Regions from separate parts of the Pelodiscus sinensis genome. Here region 2 is linked to region 1. The links are chromatin contacts, called in public Hi-C maps. All regions are on one chromosome and are shown on one strand. The core of a region is the stretch at or near the end of the contact, and the rest is flanking DNA. Distances in the headings are between cores, read along the strand shown. Region 1 holds the start of CFAP95 (cilia and flagella associated protein 95). Region 2 holds the start of SMC5 (structural maintenance of chromosomes 5).

Region 1 (6,567 bases), core at 3,851-6,350:
CCCCGGTCATATTTTGTCCAGCCCTGTTTTAGACACACAGGAAAGGATTATGCAGTGACACTAACGAGAAATCTTTTGGATACATAAAATCAATAGAACTGCTAAGGAATAATTGTAGAATACAAAAAGGCAACTTTGAACAGCAGGAAAGTGCAAGAAAACCCTAAAAAAACCCTCCTTCTTCTCCCCTTAATTGGTGTGGGTAAAATCCTGAGCCTATTGAAAACTCAATGGGAGTTTTGCCGTTGATTTAAACAAGATCAGGATTTCATCATGTGCATATGTGAGAGACTGAGAGAATTTAGTTTACGTAAAGGAGATTTAGATCTGGATGTCATCTGCATTTTGATGGCATTTTAAAATGTGCTCTCACGGTAGCTCTATAACCAGCTTTATGTTGAACTGAGGCCTGTGGAATATAGGGCTTTAAGAGAGGAGGACCAGTAATCACAAACCATTCTCTGAGTCCATCCATGCCTCCATAGAACAGCAATACTCATTACAGGGATTTTATTTCTAAAAGCAAATTAATGTGCTGTGCACTAATTTCTCTGTACAGATGCCTCTAGTGAGCACTAAACATCCTCTATTACATTTAAATAGAGTGCTATTTGAAACAGTACTAAGTTAAAGTGAACCCAGAAACTATTAGTGCACACCAGCAAGGTCTATATGGACCAATTAGTTTGCAAACATGTTAATATGTTTTAGAAATCACACTCCCATAATGCATCATTGCTGCTCCATGTAGACAAACCTTGTGTTTTTGCAGGGCACCTTATGATGGAATCCTGAACCTGATTGGGGCCTGCAGATACTGCCATAACATTAAAACCAATTATACAAATTGGGGCAAGATTCTGTTTTGGACGGTGATTAATTTTGTTTACTGCTTTATAATAATCTAATAATCTCTCTAAATGCAATAGATATTTAAAGACACTAGGAAAGTATTCCTGTCCCACAAATGTTTGTTTAATTTAAAAAAATTATCACTCCCTACATTCTTATGGGAGTAGGGAATTCTATTTCAATGTTTGTCTCCCTTTTAATGGCTGTGGACTCACTGGTTGCTTTTAAGCTTTGATACTAAAAGGACTCTTTTACTACAGTAGATTATTTCTTTTCAAAGAGGCAAGACAGATGGTCCACATATGCCTCTCACAAGCTGTTCAGTGGAAGTCTAAGCAGGAGGTTAAATTGTCATTTTAACTTTTTTCTGGCATTAAAAAAGACTAATGTCAATGTTCAAGGGTCTGAATTTAACAAAACAAAAATAAAATAAACAACTTTCCCCTTTATTGCTAAATATTGCATAGTGTTTACAGAACTGTGTAAAGGTCATTTTAAGTTCTTCAGTAAAGGGGCTTTACTTTTAAAATATCTAACACAATGATGGCTCGCTATAAATACATAAAAATAAAAATCTGCATTTGCAAAATATGCAAGCCTAAGCACAATGGATAGAGAGAAGGGCAAAGCAAAATCTAAAATCCTCCCTTTTGTTGCTTTAGGTCTGACCATTGGTAATATTTTTTTAATGTTTACAGTTTTGATCCAACTCCCACTGGAGTCAGTGGAAACAATCTCACATTTGTACTACAGTACGAGGATCTGGTCCTATGTTATTTTGTTTTAATTCAAGGATTCCCGAGCATTTCTTAGTGTTATTCTTTTTAAATTATAACATCTAAAACAGTGGCTTTCAATCTGTAGTCCACAGACTACTGTGGGTCCACAGACTATGCCTAAGGCCGTGTTCACCAACCAGTAGATCGCGATCTACCTGTAGATCTCGGAGGCTCTAAGAGTAGCTCTTGAGCCCTCTCTGAACTGCGCACCTGTGCAGTACATTTACATTATACTTCCTCATTTGAGGAGCAGCTACTCACCGAGCAACAGCACAGGTGAGTAGCTGCGAGGAATGGTGGGAATTGTTTTTTAAAGTAGCAGTATAAGGATTGGGGATAGCAAGTGATGGAGAGGAGGAGAATAGAGGGGGCGGGGCTTCAAGGAAGGGGCGGGGTAGTAGATCTTGGCTTGGTCTATCATTTAAAAAGTGATCTTGGGTATAAAAAGGTTGGAGTCCACTGGCCTAAGGGGTATATGAAAGCTTGTCGTTCTCATTACCATAAAATACTGGCTTTCAATCTGTGGTCAGGAGATGTGAGCAGGCAGGAGCAGATGAGAGTTTTGCGGGGCCCAGGCCAGCACAATTTTGCCCCTCTTTGAAGAAAAAATAGAAAAAAGGCGTCAAATGTGCAAATTGAAGGCTATTTTCATACTAAATGTGAACTGGGTAAATTTGATAGAAACTTAATTTAGTTGGATAATTTTTATTTTAATTATATTGTAAGTCATTCTTAAACAAAATTCTGTATTAATAATTAAAAATTTTCATTTGTATTTAAGTCTCCTCCCCCTCCTGCCTCACTCTCTCTTTCTCTTCTCCTTAGTCCTCCCCCTCCTGCCTCTCACTTGCGGAGCCCAAACGGCCATTTGCGCCGCTTGCTCCCGTACAGTGGACCGGCTGAGCGGCACAGAACTCAGCCGAGCACCATGGCGGTAGGTGAAGGGAGGCGGGGTGGTGACGTACATGGCCAGGGGGCAGGACCTGGAGCCTCTGTCCCGGCACTTCGCCTCCCGCCACGGCGCTCTGCTGAGTTCTGCACCGCTCAGCCGGGCCACCGTGCAGGAGCAAGTGGTTCAAGCGGCTGTTTGGGCCCCGCACGGTGGCTCGGCGCGGGGCCTATTGCAGCGCGGGGCCTGGGGAAGCCGCCCCACTCGCCCGCCCACTCGCCCTGCCCACAGACCTTGTCTAAAATTTCCAAAAGAGGTCTGAACTTCTGTTTGAAATGTTTTTAATTAAAAAAGGTTGAAAAACACTGATCTAAAACAGTGTTTCTCAAAGTGATCTGCAAAATCACTTTGAGAAACATGATAACTAGCTGCTCCAGTTTGTTTACTTACCAGTGCCACAGCCACGGAGCCTCAAGGCTCCCATTGGCTCCAGTTCACCATTTGCAGCCAAGCGAAGCTGTGGGAAGCAGCAAACTAGGGATGTTAAATTTAGTTTAATCAGCTTGCCAATTAGTTGATAAGCGGGGGAGCCTTTTAAATGTATTAAGAGTCGGCTCTTAATACATTTAATAACATTTAATACTTATTAATACATTTAAAAACCAGAGGCACAGTGTCTGGGACTGGACGCGAGCCGGAATTAGCTGATTTCTGGCTCGTGCCTGGTCCCCGCTACTCCCCTGTGTCCCCCAGAGATGGTGCTGAGGGGAACTGGCTTTTAAGCTGGGTCTCCCCAGCACTGGTTCCTGCTGTCCTGCCTTGCTGCCTCTAAGAGAGACAGTAAGGGGGGGAAGCAAATAGTCAAGGGTCTTTTGTGGAAAAACTTGCCAGTCTAGACGCAGCCACAGTGTTGACAGTACTACTTGCTAGCCAATAAGCTACCCAAGTTCAAAATACTGTATCAATTACCATACTATTTAAATAGTTACTACCCTCTGCCCAATCCAGCACACATGCCAATGTTCATATACAAGAAGGTAGCACATGTTTATTTCCTAGTCCATCACGGTGTCTCATTTCAGATAGGCATTACAGACCTCCTTCTAGCAACACCAAGAATTGTAATTCTATAAGTTTAAAAATGAATATTCCTGTGGCACCTTAGAGACTAACAAATATGTATATCATGAGATTTCATGGGCAAAACCCACTTCTTCAGATGAGCCACAGGACTACTCGTTTTTGTTAAAGTTACAGACTATCACGGTTACCCCACTGAGATTTCTATATGTTTAAACGTGCATACATACCCGTTACAAGATACATTTACAGGGAGACTGTTGTATCTTTAAGGTTCCTTTATGCCAGTATAACTGCCTCCACCCTCAAGGTCTTTACAGTGGCAACTATTTGAGCCAAAACACACCCCTAACCCAAGTGCCCCACAACATCTGGGGGCAGACCAGGCCAAAAGCTCCTCACAAAGCGCATCATAATCTAAAAAGCCCGAGTAGTGACTTTTTGCAAGGGGGTCCTACCAGTATAGATTATTGTGCAACATAATCTGGGAGGTGTGCAGTACACAAGGGAGCAGCGGATGTCTCTCCCCCCTCCCCAAGGCCTTTTGCCGAGCACCACGTATGTTCACAGACCCAAGGGGGCGACAGTGGGGGCCCCTTACCAGCGGTACACGAGGGTGGGTCTCCCATAGTGCAAGCCACGCGAGCGCAGCGTTAAGGTCCCCTTGCGCTCCAGCACGTCGGGTGGGCCCATGTCCATTCTCAGGTGTCCCCCTCTGGGGCTGCGGGACTTACTGCACCGTCCGGACCCTCCCCCCCGCACGGAAACAGTCCCGAACAGATGCCCGCCTCTAGCCCTTGCTACAGGGAGACATTCCCACGCAGGCGCTGCCTCGTCGCCTTGGTAACGAGAGACGCTGCGAGGAAGCGGGGGCGGAGCAACAAGCATTTTCCGCGCGGGCTCTATCGCTATGTCCTGAGAGTTCTAGCGGGCTGTCCCGCACAGGACTACATTACCCAGAATGCAAGGCTACGCTTTGACCCGTGCGAACAACGGCTCAATGCGGAGCATTGTGTGATGGGAAATGTAGTCCAGCAAAGATGGATGCCTGTTAAGCCAAAACGTGACTTCACTTTAAGGGGAGTTGCACCTTCCTCTCCCATTTCCCACCGCCCTTCACTGCCTAACCTCTCCTGTCTGCCTAGCCTGGAGGCCAGAGAGACACGCAAATTGTGTTGTGATGGCTTCCAGCTCCCTGTAGCACTACACAGCTATTTCTCATCATTACCTGTGTAATCTGGTAGCAGTCAGGAGACCCAGGCATAGATCTGTACACTCACTAATTCCTGTGGCAACAGCTCCTGCCCCAAAGAGCTATAATCTAAATTAGCAGTATACCTGTTCTGGAGACCAGCCAAGCAGGGTGGGTATTCAGAGAATTTTGCACACTCAGTGATAAACACATCATTTTGTTTTTGCCCCTCCTGTGATCACCAAAAAAACTATCCAGCTATACAGACAGCTTTACAAGCTAAAGGTGAAATCGTGGTCTCATTAAGATCAATGGCAAAACTCCCACTGAGCTCAGTGGGGCCAGGATTTCACCATAAGGCTATATCTACACTGCAGGCTTCTTGTGCAAGGACGGCTGTTCTTGCACAAAAACTTGCAGAGCATCTACACTGCACGCATGTTCTTGCACAAGTAAATTTACAAGAAAGTGTTGGAACAGAGGAAGGCAATGTGGACGGGCAACAGGGTTTCTTGCGCAAGAAACCCCTATGGCTAAAATGGCCATCAGAACTTTCTTGCACAAGAAATCATCTACACTGCCATGGACGCTTTTGTGCAAAAGCACATCTCTTGTGCAAGAAGCCTGCAGTGTAGATGTAGCCAAGAGGTTTACAGGATTGGGCATGATTTGCACAAGTAGTATAAATGCTTTAGGATTTTTTATTGATATTTTAAATCTTCACTCTCTTTGGACAAGTAAATGTATAAGTATTGTGATTACAATTTTAGCTCATCCCATGGTTTAAAGTTACTTCCAGCAAATAAATCCAAAGTAGTATATATACTTTAATTTACTGTCTATGCCCATAAGTCCTCCTTGTAATAAATCTGATAACTCATTCACAGCAGAATATAAATATTAATTGACACAACAGGATTCCGATGTTAAAATGGTAACCCTTGACTACCAATATGTTATTTCTGTTTGCACTATTACTGCACTTATTGTACTTTTTTTTGCAGTTTTTTTAAACTATAAATTGTCCAAGTCTTTAGAAATAAGCTGCTTTGTTCTTATTTCCTTCTGTATATAAAGTATGGCTTTATTCTGAGAAGTGACTTGGTAAAAAGTGGCATTACGGGGATCCATCTCTATTTTGTCTCCATTATTTCTACGTTAAATATGTTCATTTTACAAGCTTTAAAAAAAAGTATGTTTTATTTTCTAAGTATTGGCCCTGCATATGAGAGTCACTCTGCCACTTGAGCATCAGAACCTGTAATGAGGATTCTACAGGCCAAAATATGGCAACAGCAACACCTGTGCAACTCCATTGATTTCATAGCTAAACTAGCTACATTGTCACTAATAGGATAGCATTGGTGTAACAGACTGGAACTTGGCACAGAATTCTATTGTCAAGAAGGAAGAGACACCATTTCAAAGTCTTTCATCCTCTTAACTATTTTGGCTCAGCTGGAATAATGGGAATAAAATGTAGTGGATCCTTACTTTTTATCATTAAAGTGATCAAATAAAATCCTGAATACATTCAAAGAGCAGATATCTGTTGAGTAAGATACTTCCATTTTAATTCACTTTTCGGAGTGAATGAAATATTTAAACATGTTGCAGAATAAGTTAATTAACTTTTAGTTTGCTCCATTGAACCACTGAAAAGCGTGCATTTAAACTGCCATTTACTTCTTCCTTTTCAGTATGTATGTAAATATTTATGGATGATTCAAGTCAGCTGGCCATTTACTCCTCTTTACAAATTACAATTAGGCCTT
Region 2 (6,491 bases), core at 2,189-4,688, 220 kb before region 1:
CCTCCTGAGGCCCTGAAAGTTGAATGTGATGCTGGCTTTGAGTACCCTGTCCCCCATGTCCTGGGGTCCGCATGGGAGTAGAAGCTATAAAAATGGGTGAGGAGGGAAAGTTGTTGTCCACGAGGGCCAGGTTGTCTGCCAGGCATTCCATCACAGACATGCGGGACGAGAGAATATTCTCTTGTTGTTTCACTTGCAGTTCCCTGCACATTTTCTTTCCTGTCTGCCGCTGCCACTCCACTTGTATCTCCTTCAGGAATGTATTACTCCACTCCATTTGCTCTTTAAACATGTCTTCTCTTGTCCATTTTTGCCTGCGGATTTGTGTAATTTGGACAGCTGCTGGAGCCAGGGAGTATGCAACAAGCTCCCTGCTGTTCCCACTGTAACAAAGTTACAAGGACACACATTACAGGAGATGCATTGTGGAGTCTAAAACCTAATCTATAAATATACAGTGAAGATCTCTCTAACGACAATGAAAATGTGCAAGGTAGGGATGTTCAATATCAGTTAATTGAATAGTCAATTAACTTCAGGAATTCTTATCAGTTAGTCAACTATTCTATAGTCCCCGAGAATAGGGCCAGTGTGAACCGGAACTTAGGAGGCTGCCAGTCCACCTGGCTCCTAATACATTTTAAATGCATACCCATAGCAGGGGTAGTAGGTCCCAGTAGGGGTTCCTTGAAAATATTTTAAGCTGAAAAGAGTTCCATGGCCAAATAAAATCAGGAAACACTGGTCTAAAGAATTAACCTATAAGCTTTTGCAAGGCCAAAGTCATGCTTTAAAGCAGACACTGTAAAGCAGGTACACAACAGGGTTCTCAAGAGAGCCTCTGGACTCACAATCTGGAGGCAAGCATGGTAAGGGGCCTGCCAGGGCATGATCCTGCGGGCGGGGGGGAGGACGCTGGGGCAGGACAGTGACTCACGTGGCTTTCCTCCTCTGCATTCACTACAACCTGCTTCTTGGGAGAACGCTATTCTCCCATCTTGCAGGAGCCTGAGGGGTAGGAGGATAGCAGAGTCTGAAGCCATGCTAGCAGCAGAGGCAGCAGCTAAAAGCTTCTCCCGCTCCTTCATCCAAGTTGTCATGCGAGATATCAGTCTTCTCCAATTCACACAGAGTGATAGGGAGCTGATGTTGACTGAAGGTGGCCAGAAACCTGGGCCTTATGCTGCCAGGCTTTGTGCTGCAGTGACACCAGACCACTTACTGCTGACTTAGCATGGGAAGGAGTCCTACCATGGATGATGGAATAAGGCTGGTCTCCCCAGAAACACTGTGAGAGGGATCAGAGTTCCTCTATGAGAGCTTCATGGAGATATGCAGGGAGGATTCCTTCTCCATCTCCAGATATATTAACAAGCTGTTCTGTGCCCCCATCTTGCATGTAGCACAGTTTATGCATCACATCCAAGGAAAAAAAATTGTGAACTCACCAGAAGTGTCCTCCCCAGAATTATTGCTTGATTGTGAGATGTTCTGGGAGGAGGGAATTGGCTCCAAAGTGATGAAAAGTAGGCGGCGCTCACCACTCACAAGCTGGCTGTTCTCCTTGTCCTCCTCGTCCTCTTCCACCACCTCCCTATCCTCCACTCTGTTGCCCCGTGTGTCTTGGGAGGATTCCACAATCTGGCCTGGGAAGTGGGTCGAGTCCCCCCGTAGGATAACATGCAGCAATTTGTAAAAGCAGCATTTTTACAGCCATGCACCAGAGTCCATTTGCTTCTTATTTTGTAATAGGACTGCCTCAGCTCCTTTATTTTAACTCTGCACTGTTAGGAGTCCCTGGAGTATTTTCTCTCCACCAGGCACCATGCTATCTTAGCATGGTTATCAGTGTTTCTTTTGCTGTTTCAGAAATCAGACAAAATGGATTCTTCACCCTATGCCTCAATGAGGTCCAAGATCTCCTGCACACTCTATGCTTGTGGTCTTTTGCACCTCTGGGAACTGGCACCCTGGGAATTCGAATTTATGGGAATCATGACCAGGTATGCGGATTACTATGAGGTGTGCTCACAACGCTGGCCACATAGGAAATGAAAATTCAAACTTTCCCAGGTCTTTTCCTGTTCACTTGAAGATCAGTAGAGGCACAATTTCTGGCGAGAGCATGGCACTGAGTTGCCTCCTGGAGGACAAAAACCTTGACTTCCTCCATGCTGGATCTACACTAGGAATGTAATAGCTTAACTGCTTAAATAGTTATACAAGAAGCATTAGCTTATCTGTTACCATAACGATTACAGATCAGCTTAGGCTTGATAACGTGGACTCATTTTTTAGAAAAATTGACCTTATGCAGTAAAATTCAGCCTAATCTCCTAGCATAGACAGGCCTTGGTGTTTACTTATTGTGATAAATAAGCCCAGCCCACAACTCCAAACACAGTCCTTTCCCAGCCTGTCTGCAGAGTTCAGCAAACATCCAGGTTGCTTGTCCCCAGCCATAAGGCTACGACTATTTTTTTTCTGGGGATGGGGAACACAGTTCCAAATAAGGCATGAGAAGAACGCGCTAGCCAACACACAGCACCTTGCCCAAGCTGTGTGCAGTGGTGCTGTCCAACACTAAAGGTACCGCCAGTGACACACACCCTGCGCCAGTGACACACACCCTGCGCCAGTGACACACACCCTGCCCACATCTTACAAAAGGCCTGTGAACTGGCTACCATGATCACTGGATGGAGGGGAGGGGGGTCAGGAGCCACATCAGCCACACTGGCCCAGCACAGGCACCACCCAACAGTCCTGCCACCTGTCAGGGGGTGGGAGGAGGGGGCGGACTGGGAGCCGGCTCCCTCTCACTGTGGGAGAGGATAGTAGGGGTAGGACGGCCCTTCCGTGCAGTTTCATCAGCCCCTGGCACAACCCAGCTCCAGGAACCGGGGCCGATCCCCTGACTCCCGGAGCTAGGTCCCCCCCCCCGAGCGCCACATACTCCACACGCTCCTCCTCACGGCCTGGCGGAGCCCAGCGGCCAGGGACTCGCGGTAGCCCCCTGGCACGAGCCACGCCCTCCCCCCGCGGCTCTTGCTGCCCCGCACTCACAGGAAGTTCTCCATGGTGACCCTGACTACAGAGCCCTCCACGAAGGGCGACGGCGGCTGCCCCAGGCCGCTCCCCTCTGGCCTGGCAGCCCCCGAGCCGCGCTTACTGCACCCGGCGCCGCTCCCGCTCGGCCCGCCAGTGACGGCCCCGAGTTTCCGTTTGCCCGGGGCCGCCATCTTCCTTCGCACCAGGCTAAAGCACCGCCCACCATCCCGGCGGCGTGGGGCGCGCGCCGTGAAGATGAAAACGGGCCCGAGCCGCGCGCCCTACTCCCATTGGTTAGACGGCGCGGCCTGCGAGGGGAGGAGGAGGCCATTGGCTCGTGGAACCCCCAGGCGCGACGTCGAAAGCTCATAGGCTGAGAGGTGGAACGGCGGGGCCAATTTGGTACTGTCCGTTCAGCGACAGGGCTGTTTGCCAGCGGGTCTCGCGAGACCGACGGGCGGCCTGTGTTGTTGCTGTGGGCTCTCCGATAGAGCTTCTCCCATAGGGATTTACATGGCGATCTGGCTGGGGTGGTGGGCGCCTTATTTGCATGAAATGGAATCGCAGAGGCGTATTCTTCCCCTCCCCCCGCCTTACAGGGCTAGTTACTGACATCGGGATTCTGCCTTCACGTGTAATGCAGCCACATCAAACTACACCGCCCAGCATGCAGCGCGGCAAGTGGGCCGTCGCGTTCCCTATCAGTAGCTGAGCTTTGCATGCTGGGAGACGTAGTTCTCTAGCGCTCACTGCCCCTCCCACGTTTTGAGAGCTACTCTCTTGTTTGGGGTGGCAGGCTCAGCATTTCGGGAGGTAGGGAAAGGAGGAGACTTGTTCATTCCACCCGCTGCCTTCTCCCAGGGCCAAGGGGGAACCCTGAGACCGCCTGGGCCCATCCCCAACACTGGGTTTCTGTATTAAAGTGGCACCTTGTAGACTAAACAGATGTATTGGAGCATAAACAAAAGACAGGACTATGCAGCACTTCAAAGACAAACAAGATGAAATGTTTCTGGCAGGGGACAGGGTAATAGCTAGTATCTTCCTATTTGCTGACACCAAAATCATTTATACTTTTAATATGGCTAAGTGTGTCATTTTTAAATCACTGATCCCTTCCCTGATATTTGAAGTTGGGAAGCATAAAAGCTTTTGTTACAAAAAATGTATTAAAGTGATTTCAAACTAAGGATTGTGATGTTGTCTTTCCACCAGATGGCAGCATAATCTAGGAATTCTTACACAGAGAAAGAATTTTAAAGACATATACCGGATATACAGAAGTATTAAAAAAAAACCTTCCAGAACATGCATGTTTTAGCTATTTGCAATCAACCAATGAACTGGGGCAGAAATAGCCTTCAAAAGGGAAGCTGATTGATTGAATGGATAATTAGCCAGAGACATTGTTCCTAAAAGTCATTGGTTATTTAGCATCCCTTTCCCCTCCTTTTGAGGAGGATCCTAACCGGATTCATGTTAAGAGTGGGTAAGTATATTATCCCATAACAATTGGAACTGGCAGGACTTCCACCAATGGCACTAAGGTTTCTGCAAGTTCCTTTCCTTACAGCGAAAGTGACATCATCTCAGCCACCAATACAGCTTCCAGCCTTTAAGAACAGGGCAACTAGATTAAGGAGCTACATGAAAGCAACACTGGAGTAACAAAGTGATAAATCAGGCCCTTATGTTAAACCAGGATTAATCTAATACTGAGTCAGAATCTGGTCTAATTTACACTAATGGAAATCCAAATGAACGATTAAACTCAATGTAGTTACTCTGGATTGAAACCAGTATAACTGGTAAGAATTTGTCCCTTTTAAGTAATAAAAATATGCAAAAAGATGAACTAATAGAACACACACATATAAACAGCAAAATAAAGAAGACAGTATTACCAACAACAAAGGGACAATGGAAAGATCTGTCCTGCTCTTAGGATAATGCCTGTTTTATGCAATACAGTTTGTTGTCCATGGTCATTAAAGGGTCATGTGTTGCCCTGAAGCAGTGAATTCAAGAGGCACAAAGTGGCTTACAACCACCTTTTCCCCCCTTTCATTCTTCTGTCTAGTGCAATGGTTTTCAACATTTTTTCATTTGTGTACCTTAAACAATTTCAAATGCAGGTGTGGACCCCTATCTAAATCTTAAAACGTAGTCTGTGGACTCTCCACTGTTCCATGGACCTCTTAGACATAAGTCTGCGGAGTGCAGGTTGAAACCAACTGGTACAGTGCAAAGAAGCAGAAACATCTATCATGTCCTGGTGACGGGAGAAATGATGTTTCTTCCTGCCCTCAGAATAGTGTCTCTCTCTCTAGGGGACAAGTTCTGCCCCCAATTGTACCCATATAAACCTGATACCAAGGGGGTTGTCTACATTAATGCATGCATTCATAAGCATGCATTGTTAAATTCTTCTCTCAGTTGTAAGCATGTATCTTTATCTCCGAGGACTTTTGACTTTTAGCCATTCACTGATCTAATTTAATCCAATTAAAAGATCAGACCTACACTGCTGAAACAGAGATCAGCATGTAACATCATATATATGTATTTTGAAGAGATTTTGCATTTTACTTCATGTATAAAACAAGGTTCTCAAAGATTATTCTGAAGTATCCAGAAATGCAGAGCCCATTGATTATAACCATCTTATTTTCACAGTATTTCCCTGTTACATGATTTGAATTTGTATATAAACTGAGATGGATGGCAAGTGACGAGTTAGCAATATAGCTGATGTACATATCATTAACTCTCTAACATTGCCTAATTCAGAACAACTGAAAACTACATCAACATTCCCTTTTTTATTGTTTCCATTTCCTGTTTCTAAAATCAAAGATGATTTTAGTGTGGAGGCATTTCCCAGGGAGTGGTAGCCAGCTGGGATTGATGACCTTCCACTATCAGGACATCAGTCCTTCACAGCTAATCAATAATCCCCAGGAGATGTGCTGTATTTCAGGAAATATTAGCTAAATGACACATCTTAAGATTTTTGTTTTATGTATGTATTGTATTGAACAAATCCTTTGATTGTGCCGCCAATGTTTAGGGGAAAAAAAAGACATCAAAAGCCAGCTGATTGGAGGCAGAAGTCTACCCAGCAAAAATAAAACCACTGCAGCTGTAAGTCAGAGAGCCTGAGTAAACCAAGTCAGTCTTATGCTATTGGGTAACAGCAGCAGCGTACAAGACATTTGGGTTTGGGCTTGGGCCCAGGCTCTGAGACCCACCCCTCTCACCAGGTTTCAAGAGTCTGGACACCATTCTCAATCTGAATATTTACACTGCAATATTTAGCCTCATAGTGCAAGCTCCCCAAGCTTGAGTCATTTGATCCATGCTCTGAGACTCACTACTGCAGTTCTTTTTTTGCAGTATATACTTACTGATAGAGAGCCAGATCTTCAAGTTGTGACCAA

The links. A called contact is a pair of places that touch in the nucleus more often than the background predicts.
Region 2: a Hi-C map of blood shows a contact between it and region 1, with 5 times the contacts expected there. The contact joins the promoter of SMC5 here to the promoter of CFAP95 in region 1. A contact is called at or near these places in 3 of 5 Hi-C or Micro-C datasets (blood, liver and an unstated tissue).

Annotation. Positions count from the first base shown.
Region 1 is chr6:32,605,836-32,612,402 of ASM4963464v1, reverse strand. It overlaps CFAP95 (cilia and flagella associated protein 95), which reads right to left and starts at 5,100. Exons shown (of 6, transcript XM_006137840.3): 1 at 4,202-5,100. The coding sequence starts at 4,488.
Region 2 is chr6:32,821,947-32,828,437 of ASM4963464v1, reverse strand. It overlaps SMC5 (structural maintenance of chromosomes 5), which reads right to left and starts at 3,438. Exons shown (of 24, transcript XM_075931701.1): 1 at 3,067-3,438. The coding sequence starts at 3,242.